Linked DNA regions of Gossypium hirsutum: region 1 is linked to region 2. Evidence: chromatin contacts called from public Hi-C data. All regions are on one chromosome and are shown on one strand. The core of a region is the stretch at or near the end of the contact, and the rest is flanking DNA. Distances in the headings are between cores, read along the strand shown.

What was found. A called contact is a pair of places that touch in the nucleus more often than the background predicts.
Region 1: a contact with region 2 is called in a Hi-C map of leaf, with 4 times the contacts expected there. The contact joins the promoter of LOC107922165 here to the promoter of LOC107940932 in region 2. A contact is called at or near these places in 14 of 34 Hi-C or Micro-C datasets (anther, callus, hypocotyl and 3 more).

What each region holds. Positions count from the first base shown.
Region 1 is chrA02:105,083,482-105,090,812 of Gossypium_hirsutum_v2.1, forward strand. LOC107922165 (zinc finger CCCH domain-containing protein 40) reads right to left here and starts at 3,065. Exons shown (of 5, transcript XM_041080049.1): 1 at 2,882-3,065; 2 at 2,326-2,496; 3 at 1,245-1,514; 4 at 446-669; 5 at 1-337. The coding sequence starts at 2,430. LOC107922450 (probable amino-acid acetyltransferase NAGS2, chloroplastic) reads left to right here and starts at 5,453. Exons shown (of 10, transcript XM_041080058.1): 1 at 5,453-5,998. The coding sequence starts at 5,633.
Region 2 is chrA02:104,887,151-104,894,812 of Gossypium_hirsutum_v2.1, forward strand. It overlaps LOC107940932, which reads right to left and starts at 3,749. Exons shown (of 3, transcript XM_016874398.2): 1 at 3,048-3,749; 2 at 2,140-2,327; 3 at 364-1,233. The coding sequence starts at 3,672. The coding sequence ends at 550. LOC121209388 (a long non-coding RNA gene) reads left to right here and starts at 6,009. Exons shown (of 2, transcript XR_005904514.1): 1 at 6,009-6,132; 2 at 6,429-7,662. It overlaps LOC121209385 (a long non-coding RNA gene), which reads right to left. Exons shown (of 2, transcript XR_005904510.1): 2 at 7,479-7,662.

The DNA.
Region 1 (7,331 bases), core at 1,815-4,314, 200 kb after region 2:
ATCGGAGGTTTCTGACTCAGGCCTTGGAGCTTGGGGCTTACCCCACATTAGCTTCAGCCTAAGACCCTTTATGACTAGCTTGCTAGAAAGCTCTTCTGCAGCCTTCTCAGCTCCTTCTCTGGTTGTGTATGTAACAAAGGCGCATGCCTTGTCAAGGACCATCTTTATCGATTCGATTTCACCATGTGCATAAAAGTTATCCCTTAAATCTTGCTCGGTGATCCTTTTATCCAGCCCTCCCACATAAAGGGTTTTAATGCTTTCATCCTCAGGCGCTTCCAAAGAAGGCATTTCACCAGCCTTGTTAAGTAGCTTTAGTGCCACTGGATCATTCACCCTGCAAATATTTAGGGGAGGAAATAGAGACAAACAGTCATTCGCAATATTAAAATTTTTATCACTAGCAAAATATAAAAATAAAAACAAAAATCAAAACCGAGCTTACCCATAGTAACGGTCTTTTATATTTTGCTGGGACAACTCCCCAGCTTCCGGCATCTCATGCCTATAAGGGCACTCAGCACCTCTTGTACATTCACCCCGCACATAGAAACTGCAAATATGTGCTCGGTTTCTCTTGTAGTAAGGTGTTGTTCTCTGAAGCTTCAGAATAGTGTCGTTTGGACGTACCTTGCCATATGAGGATTCGTAATCTAGACCAGCTCTCGCCTGCAAGCCACAAATATATTTAACTAAGGATAAAGAGTGAACAAAAATAGAAAATAAGAAATCATAGCCATCTAAAACAAATAAATTAGGCACACTTAAAACCATCAACTTATATAGAAGATTACGAATCAACAAAAAAATGAAGAAAAGCTGTAACATCTTGTTATAAACATCATAACAAATTTATTCTCGTAACATGTGATAGTAATTAGTAAGTAAAACTGAAAATCCATGAACCCAAAAAGCAGTGAATACCCCAAACTCAAAGCCTCGCATGACCTAAACTCTGGCTACTAAGAGGAAATGGAGGAGAGATAGGGATATCATATCAACTGAAAAAAAATGTAAGATGCACTTGTGTACTTCGCATGTATATGACAGAAATGCAAAGTGTCGTTATAGCAAGTATGTAATGCCAAGTCCACATGATTCAGCAACTGCAATGACAGTAATAATGACTATATTCTAAAAAGTAAACAGTTTACCAGGATGTTGCTTGAAAATTTTCATACGACACCTTTAATTTCTTCATAAAATGATGCTAAAAGATAACTGTTAAGCATGAAGCTACATACCCTCCTGTCATGCTCCTCGGCGAAATACTCTCTATTGACATCACTCTTTGGAATGGCATCATTGGAGTTTATACTTAGAGCAGTATCCCGAACTTGAACTGGCAATCCATATTCAAGATCTAAAAGGCAGACTTGACACACATTTTTCAACTTACTGCAAGTCTGACAAACCTCAGTTTTCTTATACCTTGCATCACGACCAGGTCTCCACCTAAAGACTGTAAATGGCCGTGTACAAATCTTGCACTCCTTATCATAATCAGCTTTAGTCTGTAGTCAAAGTGTAAAGAAGCCCATAAGAGTAAACACAGAAATTTTTATTATTGAAGAAACAAAAGGATATTTTGTACTATGAATACCACGGTGAATCTATAGGTTTAGAACCATAGTCTAACAGACTTAATATATCATAATCCCTTCTTGCTGCTTATTTAGATGCTGATTTGTGTTATTATCTCATCCATTGTAACAGAGAAAATACAAAAGGTTAGAAAATTTTCAAATATGTCCCATTAGTATTACCATTAATACCTATATGCCAGTGTACATGTTGTTTTGCATACAGAAAATCCATTTTGAAGAATCTTATCTCAAGTTTAGCTAAGGTTATAGAAGTCATAGAACTGGAAGCATAAAAAAATGTAGGAATAAAGAATATAATAAGTCTAGTAGATCTTCTCATTATTAGAAAGTTGCAAGAGTAGAGAGACAAGCACAGTCAAAGAACAAGCCTTAGACTCAAACTTGATAATCCATGTCTACATGAAAATGTCCTTCCAACTGTATTTTGATTTACTTATTCTACATTTTCACCTCCAAAAAAGAGAGGCTCGACCATGTTATAGAAAGTATTGCCATATTTCACAACTCTGCTCACATCCACAAACATGATGGTTAACGTATATAGATATATGACTAAAAGCACAGCCAAAAATATAAACAAAGACAGAAACCATATTGATTTAGTTACAGAAAACTTGACTTTACAGTTCCCATATAAAAAATACAATTTCAGATCCATAAATAGGGGCTGGCCTCTAGAGTGAGTGAGAGAGAGTATTAAAGAGATAATGATTAATACCATTCGGACATATGGATTGTCACCAAGGCATGACTCGCAAATGATAGGAAAATCAGAGCGTTCCCAGCCGTCCGCCTCATGATCTCTTAACAATCGGTGTGCCATCGAATACTTCACACAAGCTCGTGTAGCTATTCAGAGCCTTTAATTTGCACTCTATTTCCTTTATTCCTACCGCAAGTGAATATAAGAGACAAACACAAGAACACCATATCAAAATCTGATTTAACATAAATACAATTATAGAAACACAAAACATAAATACGTGAACCTTTAGCAGATCTTTCTTATTTAACATAGTATTTATCATTAGAACATTTTAATTTTTTTTTTCATTCAATTGCTATAAACCCTACCGACTCAAATAAACGATAATTTCACGCATCAAACTATTTGGAAAGAGTTTCAAATTTGTAATTTCATTTTTTCTCGTCTTTCCTACTCAACTGATCAAACTAAAATCATATAAACACCAGATAGAACAAGAAAATCACAAAAGAAAATGACAAATGTTTAAAAGGACATCAAAAGTTGAAATTGAAAGTCTAGAAAGTACCTGAACCGCTATCGATAAGGTGGACTAGTAGAACCGCCGGTTGCGACTGCACGCTGGCGATTAACAGTCAACGGTAAAAGAGATCGGAGAGTAGAACCGAGAGAGCTCTCGCAGGGCCGCCGCGAGGGAGGGAGGGATAAGGATTCCTTTACGCACTTGATTTTTCTTTTTCTATTTTATTAGCGGTTTTTTTTTTAATTTCTTTCAAAGATTTCGTGTTTGGACTCGGAATGGGCCCTGACAAAGCCCAAGTATCTCACCGCCTTCTGCTTTACTTGTGTCATGCTAAGCCCAATGATTAAGCCGCTAAAGAAAGCCCCAAATGCATAGATTTTAGGTTAAAATGTGCTTCAAGTCCCTAACTCTTAGTACATTTGAAATTTAGTCCTTATATTTTTATTTCTAGAAATTTAGTTCATCTTCTTTTCGAATTTAAAAATCCAAGTCTGAGCTTAACTACTTCCCATAAAGTTGTAAACAATTAGATTTTATTTATCATATTAAAAAATTATTTAAGTACTTTCAATAGAAGAACTCATATTTAAATTTTGAAAACAATATTGTTACAAGAAACAACAATGAACCCTAAAATGATTAGTCTATATAAATAATAAAACATATATGAATGTGTTGAGTAATATTTTGCCTGTGTCTTATTGATATGAATATACAAGTATTTATATATGTTGTTACTATTACCATTACAACTCATGATAGGACCTTATTATTTTGTCTTAACTTTGCTGCCTCCATTATTGACATTCTTTGCGAGCTCTAGGTTTGTTGGGCATGTGTCTACAGAGCACGCAGTCCTTTCTGTTCTGAGACTGGCGTTCAAAGCGAGCTATGTACCTATTGGATGCGTACTTGGGTGGCCTGTGGAGCACGTGACACTTCCTACGAGTTCCTTGGGTACATATGAGGTGAGATTGTGACCTTCCCTAAGTCCTCACGAGCTAGGTCCGTAACCTTATCTTGCGAGTTGTACCTACGATTTTGCACTATAAATTAGCGCAAGGTTCCGACGAGCTGGGTTGCCTTGCTTTACGATCTAGTTCGCCTTATTGTCCTCTCGTGGTCAGGTCATGGATGGGAGACTAGGATTTTTTTTAGGGTTCGGGTCTCAACCTATTGACATATAACAATCTACGCCCCCCTAAAATGGGCTTAAGAGGTGTCATAAAGTGGCACTCCTTAAGTCCATCATATCAACATTAAATGCAACTTACTGGGCACGTTTGTGAGTAATTCTCATGTGTGCGTATCTAGTCATTGAAAATTGAACCATTTTCGTTTGTTCATATTTGGGCCGTTGATTTCCTTTAGTCACACGAATTGTCTAAGAGGCGAGAAGGGAACTTCTTCTTTAAAAGGATGTCTTTGAACCCTAAATCCCTCATATTCACCATAACTCAAGCAAAAGAAGAAAATATAAATTTTAAAATAAAAATCAATGTTTCTAAAAAATTTCCTTCGTCTTGATTGCAGAAAATGCTAAAGATGAAGGATTTATACATATATTAAAATATAATACATCAAAAACACTAAAAACATTGTTTCTCAATAAATTTAAAAATATATATATAGTTAAATAACACTAATATAGGTGCAACTTAACAAGCAAATACCTCTAAAATAGTAGCAAAATTAACAATAAAAAAAGAATTATACAATATCCAAATAATAATAACAAAATAGTAGCAACATAATACTGAAATGATAACAAAACAGTGAGAAAGCAATAAGAAAACAAAAGTTTTTTTTTTGGCAAATTCAGACTAGGGCCAGGCAAAAAGACCTTACATGAGGCCGAACCCGTTTTCTAAAGGAACTTTATTTTTTGTCTAAGTCCATTTTTCGAGCCTATATTTTTATCCAAATCCTTCCACTTTTCGGACGAACCCCGTGAACAATTTTAGTTGTAATTGAATTTATATTATATATTAAACTATTGATTGAGCATTAATTTAATTTTGATTATGTTTTATAAAATAAATTATATTATAAATTTTTTGTTATTTTTATATAAAATAAATAAATAACAAATATAAAATAAGAATGAAATCTATTATATTATAAAAGTTTAATGTTATCATTTCAATTAAAATTTTATTTAATTTTTAATAAATATATTTTTTTATAAACATAGTAATTCTACTATGATGAGAATATTCTTTTAATGATGAGAATATTATACTCAATTATTTTGTTATCAAAAAAATAGTAAACAAATTAAAAAAAATTCATTCAAGCGAAGCCTGAAAAGTTTTTTTTAGGGATATATTAAAATTTTATTTTTTTATAATTTATATATTTATAATTTTAAAAAATTAAATTAATTTTTTATAATTTTATTTTTATTAATTTAAAATTTTAAAAAATTTAAAAACCTAAATAATAATTTTCTACCACAGATTCGCCTTTGCATCCATTAACTTTAATAATTCTAAAAAAATAAAGTCTAAAAAAATTCCCAAAATAATGAGGCTAAAAAATTAAGTCATGGACGAAAATAAATAAAGAAAATAAACGGCATCCATGGCCATGGGGGCCACCATGTATTATTATTACATGAACTCAGAACAAGTGTGGGCTTAGATTCCCAGGTCGGTTTGCTTGTTTTTGTTTTTATTTTTGTCTCTCTTTTATAATTTTTTTTTTTTTGGTTCAAAGCCTTCTCTTTCACTATCCAGCCACCCACCTCTTCACACCGTTTAGCCGCGTTTTCTGTTTTTTTTTCCTGGTTCAACGATGGCGACAGCAGCTAAATCAAACCCTCATCATCAACCATGGAATTCCCGACAAGGAGTTTGCAGTTCATGTTGTAATAAACAGGGTTTTAAGGGTTTCGTAAGGTTCAAAAGGAGTATGTTCTTTAACCAAGGTTTTCAAGGGATGTTATCGAGATCGGTTGTTAATGGTGAAGCGAAAACCATCAATGTCTGCTGCTGCTGCTGCAGCTTGGAGAAGGTTTATGATGTGGCCGAGGAAGACCGGCGGTTCGTGGCGGCGTTGAGGGAGGCTCAGTCGTATGTTTATTTGCACCGAGGGAGCACATTTGTGTTGCTCTTGTCAGCTGAAATTGTCGCTAGTTCTTACTTGGATGCCATTCTCAAGGTATCTCAATTTCTTTCCTTTTCTAAAATATTGGGTAAATATATCTTGGTTAGTAGTTTTCTGCTATTTTATTAAAAAAAATTAATCTAATAAATGAGTAAATTAATATTTTCTATTAATAATTTTATTTATTTCTATTATTAAAATTTGATATGGTTGATGAAATAACTAAACAGTAATATCTGATATATTTTGTATATCTCATATTGGTATATAATAATTAATTTTTAACTGTCAAACTAGATAATATTTTTAAAAGAAAGACTAACTTACTTTTTATCTACATAGGATGATTTATTTAGTATTTTCAGTATATTTTTGGTTGTTTAAGTTAAAATAATATTCTGCATCCTTAAAAATATTAAAAAATAAATAAGATATTCATTTTTTAAATATGTTAATTTAAATTTGGTAACATATGAGAGAGAACTCGCTATTGGCAAATCTAATCACAAACTTGTGGTGGATAATGATTTTATTTCATTTTGGGTTAATTCCAATTAACATTCTCAAACTATAGTCTACATTGTAAATTGGTTCTAAAATTTTAAATTGTTCTAATTAAATATCAAAATATCAATTAGGTCCTTTTTTTTAATTTAGTGTTCGAGTGTTAAATGTTAGCTTAGATTTAATGAGAAAATTACTTTTTAATCCCTTTCCAAAATTAAAACATTCAAATTTATGTTTTTTTTAGCCAAATATTGTATCTTTGTTCCCTTTCAATGATTTATAAATTCACTTTAAGCGCCTTTAATAAAAAAAAAATTTCTAGGTTTTTCAACCAAAATTTTTATAAGTTTATCTTCACATCTTAAACAAAATTCATTACTTCACCTTAGTTTTGTTAGTAAATATACACATGTTTAAAATTTAATCCACGTATCCATGTATTTTTTTTCTGAGAAAATTCATGTGCTTTAAATATGTTCTACATTATATCTAAACTAGCATTTAAGGGCTTGATTGATATGATACTGAAGGTAAAAAGATCTATTCAGTTCTTCTCAATTTCGAAATTGAGCAAATTGATCTCTCTCAAAAAAATTAGAGCAATTTAATTCTTGTCAATTTTAAAAGTGAGCAACTAAGTATAATTAATCACAATGTTAATTTCTTTCATTAATTGTATATAATTTTTATTGGTATAGTAACTAATTTAGCCTTTGATGTTTACATATTTTGTCATTTTGGTTTTAATTCTAAAAAATTTAACAAATTCAGACTCAATATTTACACAAATGTTGTGAGTCCTAACTTTGTTAAATTAGGATCAAATTGATAAAATATGTAAACTTTGAATGCTAAATTTATTATTATACTAATTAAGATC
Region 2 (7,662 bases), core at 2,499-4,998:
TCCATTCTATCATTATATATATATATAAAAAAATCAACAAAAATCCACAAACCGAACTTGTTAATCCAAACTCGAGCTAACTCATCTGAAACTGATCTCAACTAGAAACAATTTGAACTGGAACTCAGAAATGAACAAAACCCAAAGTGACGGGAACCTAAATAATGGAAACCTATAATGACCCAGATCCAAAAACCCAAGCTTCAAGCCGAAAAAAATCTAAACACAAAACAACCTGAACTTGAAATGACTCAGACCCGATACTAAATTGAACAAATATGACTAAAGAATTCACACCAACTTAAATCCCTTTCCTGATCAAACATTAATGATATCTATACTTTTTATATGATAGATTCTTAATTTACTGGACATAAATTACATGAATATTATTGCAGCAGCGCGTAATTATCCAATTCCAACAGTGCTTTATGTACAGAAAATATAGTTTCCAGAGCATCAGCTCAAACTGAAGAAATCATACACAAAGTATTAACAAGATTATAGAGAAGACGAATCTAGAATACAGATATAGCAAAGGTTATTGGTTCACATGATTTCTTCGATATCAAGCCAATCATTTGATTCCTTGGTTTCAGGGTTACGAGTACTTACCTGCTCAGACCCAGAATGTTCGTTGCCAACACAGTTAACGTTTTTTACTGAGTCCATAGAGCTCCTGCTGAGTTGAACCCACTCTCTTGAGTCTTTTGCTGAAGAATCAGAACCAGATGTGACTTTCTTGTAGTTTATTGGCATGTCGTCATCATCATCCTCAAGATCACTGAATGAAACATCCTCATCATTTCCAAGAGGGATGGTGGTAGCACTTGTGCCAACTGCCTCCGAAGTTTCCTCTTTTAACCAGTCATCAGCATCATCTTCAAATTTCTCGATAGAAACTTCAGAGGAAGCAGATGTTGAATGTTGATGTTTGACTTCTTTCTTTGGCTCTTCATCAATGACAGACTTGTCAACAACCTGCATCTCAGTAGTCAGAACTGGGTGCTTTTCTGTTGCAACTTCAACAGCTACAGCAGTAGCGGCTGCTTCAGTTCCAGATTCATTAAATGGTGTTGGCTTAGATTGAGCGGGAGAAGGCACAGAAAGAAACTCTTCATGTGGTAAATCAGCCTTTATATTTGAAGTGCCACTTTCAGAATGTTCTTCTTCCATCTTAGCCTTAGATCGGTTCTGTATCCCTTGCATTAACATTGCTCTTGCTTCATCTATCTGCATGCATGACAATCAACAGTTAGAAATCCAGAAAGGGAAAGTGGAACAGAGGGGCGAAGGAAGGTGAATCACAAAGAAAAGCACAAGCAATCATTCCCTTCATTCCATATTAAAATTTTAACTGCAAGAGTTAAAAACTTTTGGGTTATATTTCAAGGAAATGACATGAGTAAGAAATGAGAATGTTGGTAGAAGGTCAAACAAGAGATCTGAAAAGAAACCATGATTAGGCTTTGTTTACCATTGAGGTTGAACAGCACCTTTCAACCCGAACCTTGATTTTAAACCAAAAAAGTTAATAAACAAGCAGGCTTACAAACCTTGATTTTAAATTCGGATTTTAGCCCAAGTCAAAAAGCCAAAATTTTTAGCCTTTTTGCTTTTAGAAAAGTGGTTTTCAATGAAATTACCTTTTTATCTTTAATATATTTCACAACATCATGTCTAAAATTGATAATTTATCTTCTCAATAACACTTTTTGACAGCAATGTTAAACACTATCAAACTTTTCAAAAACACTTTGTAGAAGCACTTTTTCACAACAAATTTCAATCTCAATGGCAAACTAGCTCCTAGACAAAGATAGCCACTGCAAGGAAATGCACACCTAATAGAATGATAAGACCAACTTATACACTAGCACTCCTTTTTCAAAAGAGAGAATTGATGAAAATGGCACTCAAGTCTGAAAATGAAATTCATAAAACTTGATGAGCTTCTATTACCAAGTGCACTTAAGAATTTTCAGTATTTAATTAATTTGTTAATATTAGTTTTATTCTCATTTCATATCTGCCGTAGATGAAATTCCTTAAGTGAATCCTCAAAAACATAATACACAACACCTTGGACCACAAAGAATGTGGGACAAATCAATGAAGAAAAAGGACCCACAAACTTACTTGGGAAGTAGACAGAAGTTCTGCATCTTGTTTATTAAGCCGAGGATGAAGAAGTACAAAATAGATCTTCCAAAAGCAACCCTCACTCATATATCCTGGGCAAAGTTCAATCCTAAGAGCAGCCAATCTTGGTGCAAGACGTTCAACAGCTAAAGCATGTTCTTGTTGCTCATCAGACATGTCAAAATCTGAAATTTCAAAACAATATAAGGATGAGAGAAATTAGCCAGATTCATACCACATCTCTGAACTAAGGGTACAGCAGCCCTTACGGAAAACCAATCTAACATATGCACAAAGTAGTGGTACTGAAATATCCCCTAAAACGCGCTTCAAAGTTCAAATAATACACAGAAATATATGACAAAAAACTCATGAGCATCACCAAGCAGCAGAGCAAATTATTATCAAAATATAACAGAAACAAGTACCAGCTCATGCTCCTAAGATTTCACTCACCTATAAATTTATTGCATTGAATGACAAAGCAATTCTCATCATCATAATTATATATAACCTATAAATACACAATTATACACATAAAGGCATAAAATAAGACACGTGGACAGTTTTGACAGTACAGGGTTTGTTAGTGAAATCTCATAGAGATATCAAACATCGGCCGATCGAGAAACCACAATGCAAAAGGCAATTGAAAGATCCGTCGTAGCAACCATAAAGTATCAAAATGTAATTTCATTCTATTATCCAGTCCACTGATTTCAAAAGATATATAGCATTCGATAATCAATTATCAACTATGCATTACTAAATTAAGGAATCAGAGATTTGCAAAAAGAATTGCACATTTAAAAGAAAAACAGTTGAAGGTACCAATGAATGAACAAGAAGTGAGCTAATTTAATTTAAGCACATTAGTGTACAAAATAAGAAATCAAGTAAATTACCATCAAAACCATCATCATCGGGCACCGGAAAATCAAGCCAAGTCTCTGGATGCATCGCGAGATCCCTCGCGAACGCGACCACTTCTTCGGTCACACCAACAGCGATTCCACTCTCGTATGTTTCAACACCCTCACCTTCGGATCCAAACTGAAGGAAATTCGAAGCGATCTTAGTGAACTCCGAGACATTCATATTATTAGACAGCTTCGAGATTCCAGTCTTGAATCTCCCACCGATCTCAGATAAATCGCTACGGATTCCCGCTATCAATGCCTCATCCGACGACTCATCCGTATCATCAGAAGACGGCGGTGGCCGGAGAGAGTTTTCCTCCTTCTCAGCCGCGTGATCGGGCTGCTGCTCCGATGATTCCGGAGGAGGAGGAGCGAAGAAGGAAGCAACACCCCAGAATTGACGAGATAGGGTTTTGGTAAGCTCGGATAGGTCTTCTTTGACGCCACGTGGAGTGTTGGGATCCGATGATGAATGGGAATGAGAAGGAGAGGCTTGGTTAGGATTCGGATCGGATTCGGGTTTCGGATCCAGCGCCGCATTGGTCCGATCGTCGTCGTCGTCGTCGTCAAGCTTGAGCGAGTTAGCAATCGATCTAGCTAACCACGACATTCTTTTTCCCTTTCTTTTTTTTCCTTTTTCTTTTTCCTGTTCTTAAATTTATAATAATTATACTTTGTATTGTATATTTGGAAATGTTTATTAAAAAATATTATAATAGACGGAGGTGACAATATGAGCCATAAACGACAGCGTATTTGGTAGGGTCCTAAACGGCATCGTTTGGGTACACTTATGGGTACTGACGGTGTATCCCTGTACCATATTTCTAGAACTACATAATCTAATTTGGTTGATTTTTCCTTATAGAAAATTTTGGGGATTATAGATTTTTTTTTTTGCTCCTCAGTGTTTTATTTTTGGTATTAAAAAGGATTAATATCATTAAAATATTTTTAAATCATAATCTATGTCGAAACTATCTTTATTTTGAAAAACGGGAATCAACTTAAAAACGAAAATGGAATCGCTACCAATTTTTTTTCAAAGTGTGATCGGACCACCTTGAGGTTGGTCATTTTAATAAAACATTTTTGATTTATTAAAACAACGATTTGGTCTTCAAAACTAAAAAACGGGTCCGAGAGCCGGTTATGTGCGAGGAAAGGTTAGCACCCTCGTAACGCCTAAAATTGATACCTAATTGATTAATTAATGTCCTAACGTTGAAAATTTAAAAAGATTTTAAAATACGATCCTCTTATTTAAAAGAACACCTGAATAAATCAAATTGGATGCTAAGACCCTCTTATCTCGAAGAAATAAAATGTTACACCCAGTGAGTTAGGATACGACATTTCAAATCCTCGAAATTAAGCTTGTATTTTGATTTTTAAAACTCATGCACTTAAGTTTAAAAAAAATTAATTATTTGAGTCAAATGAAAATTCGGAACCCAGTAAGTTAGGATACAATTGCTCAAAATTCCAAACGTAGAATATTGCCTTTATTTCTAAAAATCCTTATCTCGAGATAACGAAGAGTTAGGATACAACACTTCAAATTCTCGAGAATAAGCTTTTATTTGAAGCTTATACGTTTAGATTGGAGAAGGGTATTCGGTTATTTAGACTCAACGAGGAAAATTGGAACCCAGTAAGTTAGGATACAATCCTCTCGAAGATTCCAAATACCGAGTATTGCCTTATTATTTTTTAAAAGTTTTTTGGATTTGGGGGAAAATTGATACAATATTAAAATGATGCATAAAAAGCATTAATGAAAAACGACAATATGAAAATATAGATAAATAGCTTATAGAACACAAAATGACAATAAACGCATCATATACATTATGTAAGAAGCTAACATCAACAATCAAAGACAAATGACTTAAAAGACATATATAACAAGTTAAAAAACAAAGCAAGTCGAAATAGAATGTAAAAATAATTTAAAAATGATAATAAATGAATTTATAACATATAATGTGAGAAAATAATTTAAAAATCAACAAAATACAAAATAAATCAAAAATAGACGATATATCACAGAATTTAAAATAATATATATAAGTTTAAAATAAACAATATATAAATAAACTCAAAACAAACAATATATGAAATAATTTGTAATAATATAAAATAAAACATTATATAAAACGATATAAAATGAATAATATATAAGATAATTTAAAGTAAAATATATAAAACTCAATTAAGATAGAATTATTTAAAATATGTAATATCAAAAATAATAAAATAAAATTGCTTGAAATCAATACTACATAAAAAAAATTGAAATAAGTAAATAAAATACAAATTTGCAAAAGGGATGAAAATAAAATAAATCTCTATACAGAATGATAAATAAATAATCAAGCGAATAAATACTAAATATTAAGCAAATTAATTTAATAGTATAATGATAATAATAATAGAAGTAATAATAATAATAATAACAATAATAATAATATAAAAAATGTCCAATTAATCAATTAAATAATAAAGTAGCAAAATAACTAAAAAAAAAGGACCAAATTGAATTTAAAACGAAAGTTTGGGGCGAAATAAAAAATAAATAAAAGGGAAAGGATCGGATTGCAACGCGCAATCGAAATGGAGGACCAGGAAAGTAAATATCTCCTCCCTCCAAAACGCATCACCTTGCGTTAGGCCAAATTAAAACAGAAGGAAAATTATAGGGCCAAATTAGAAATAAATAGAACTTAATCGCAAAGCTATAAAAAAGAGGAAAGGTTAAATGCGCAATTAGCCCTTCCGATTAAAAACACGCGGATCATAAGCTGGAGCGGGTCGGGTCAGACGGGTCAAGGGCAAAACGACGTCGTTTTGGGGTTTAAAGACCCAGGCCAAAACGACGCCGTTTTGGCCCTCTAGTTAAGCAAATTTTTCAACAAAAATTTCACTTTTACACCTGTTTAAAAAAAAAAACCTTCAAAAATCCTCTCAACCCTCTCATTTAGCTCCTATTCCGATTAGAGGTCCGGCCATCCTCCGGCGTCGTTCGCCGCCATCAGCGTCGCCGTGCACGGCGGCCTTCGCCCAAAAGGTATTTTTTTTATGTATTTGTATATATACATATATTTTTTAAGGAAAAAATAAAGAAAAATAAATAAATAAATAAAAAGAAAAACTAAAAAAACATAACTTAAAAAACTAAAAAAACATAACTTACGTTTTATTTGTTTCTTTTTTCGATTCAGCTTTGCTATTTGATTCTTGATTTGCGATTGAAATTGTTGTTTTCTTATTAATCTCTTCGTACCAAAAAAGAAAGGGTCCCCTTTACACTGTTGAGAATGGCTTTATATAGCCTAAATTACAACCGTTTTTGAACTATTGCAGGTTGTGGGTGGTGTGGTGGACGTGGGCACTGACATGGTGCGGACGTGGCCGGGTTGGAGCAGCGCACAACGCGGAGGGGCGCGCGATGTGCGGCGCCTGGAGTTGACTTGCGGCGCAAAGGGTGTTTGGGGTTAGAGTTAAGTTTTGGTTGCGTCTGATTAATTTGGGGTTTGGGTAGTGATTTGGGCCTGGGCAATTGGGCGGAATTATTTTGTAATTTATTTTGGGCTTTTACTTATTAAGGCCCAGTCAAATTTGGGTATTTACAATCTAGATTTTATTTTGATAATTTACGTTTACATCATAGATAAATACCTTATACAAAATAAACAAGGGGCAATCACTTATCAAATACAATGAAGGATTAACACACCATTAAATTAAGGTCTAATTATAAGATTATTATGGCTAATTCTTATGAAGACAATACTGCATGACAAGTAAGGACACTTACACCCTTGCCCATTACATCGAGATCCATATGAGGAGTCATTAATAAAACAATACATCTTCCAATCATATTCAAAAATATATCTTCTAAAATTTTTATGACTTAGCTAATGCCCTGAGGGCTCTATCACATAAAGACATTTGTGTGGCAAGGGATTAGCCCAACTCGATCACTTCCTTCCCTAACACACTTCTTACACTATATTCCCATCCTAAACCAATGGGTGGTTTGGGTGTCAATGATCTCCTCGCCTAGGACAAAAGCTTGCATTTTGAGCAACATTTGGATGTTGCTTACATGGGCACGGATTGAGGCTTATATACTAAATAGCAGGAACAATAATGAAGCTACATGTCTAACAAAGATGTAGCTAGAGTTGAAAAAGGTTGCTAGAGCTTAAGAAGTGTTGCTGCCTCATCTATACAACAGCAAGGAGATGAATTGGTATGGAAGTGACTTGGGATGCTTACATATATTTATTATGCTAGAATTTTGATTTCTCCAATGTCTTGTGCCTAATTTCGTTCTAGTTGAAGAAATTTGATTGGTCAAAAGCAATGGAGAAAAAGAAAGGAGAGAGAAACAAAAAAATAGGAAAATTAGAATTGTAATAGCCCAATTTTACCTGGGCTTTTAATAAAATTTATCAGTCTAAGTTTTTTAAAAAACGGGCCCAAACCCTAACCCAAAAAAATAGAAGGCCCATGGCCCAAAACTTAAACAAAATTTTCGGATTGGAAAACCCTAGCCCCTAGCCTTTGCGCCACGAAGCTCCTCACGTGG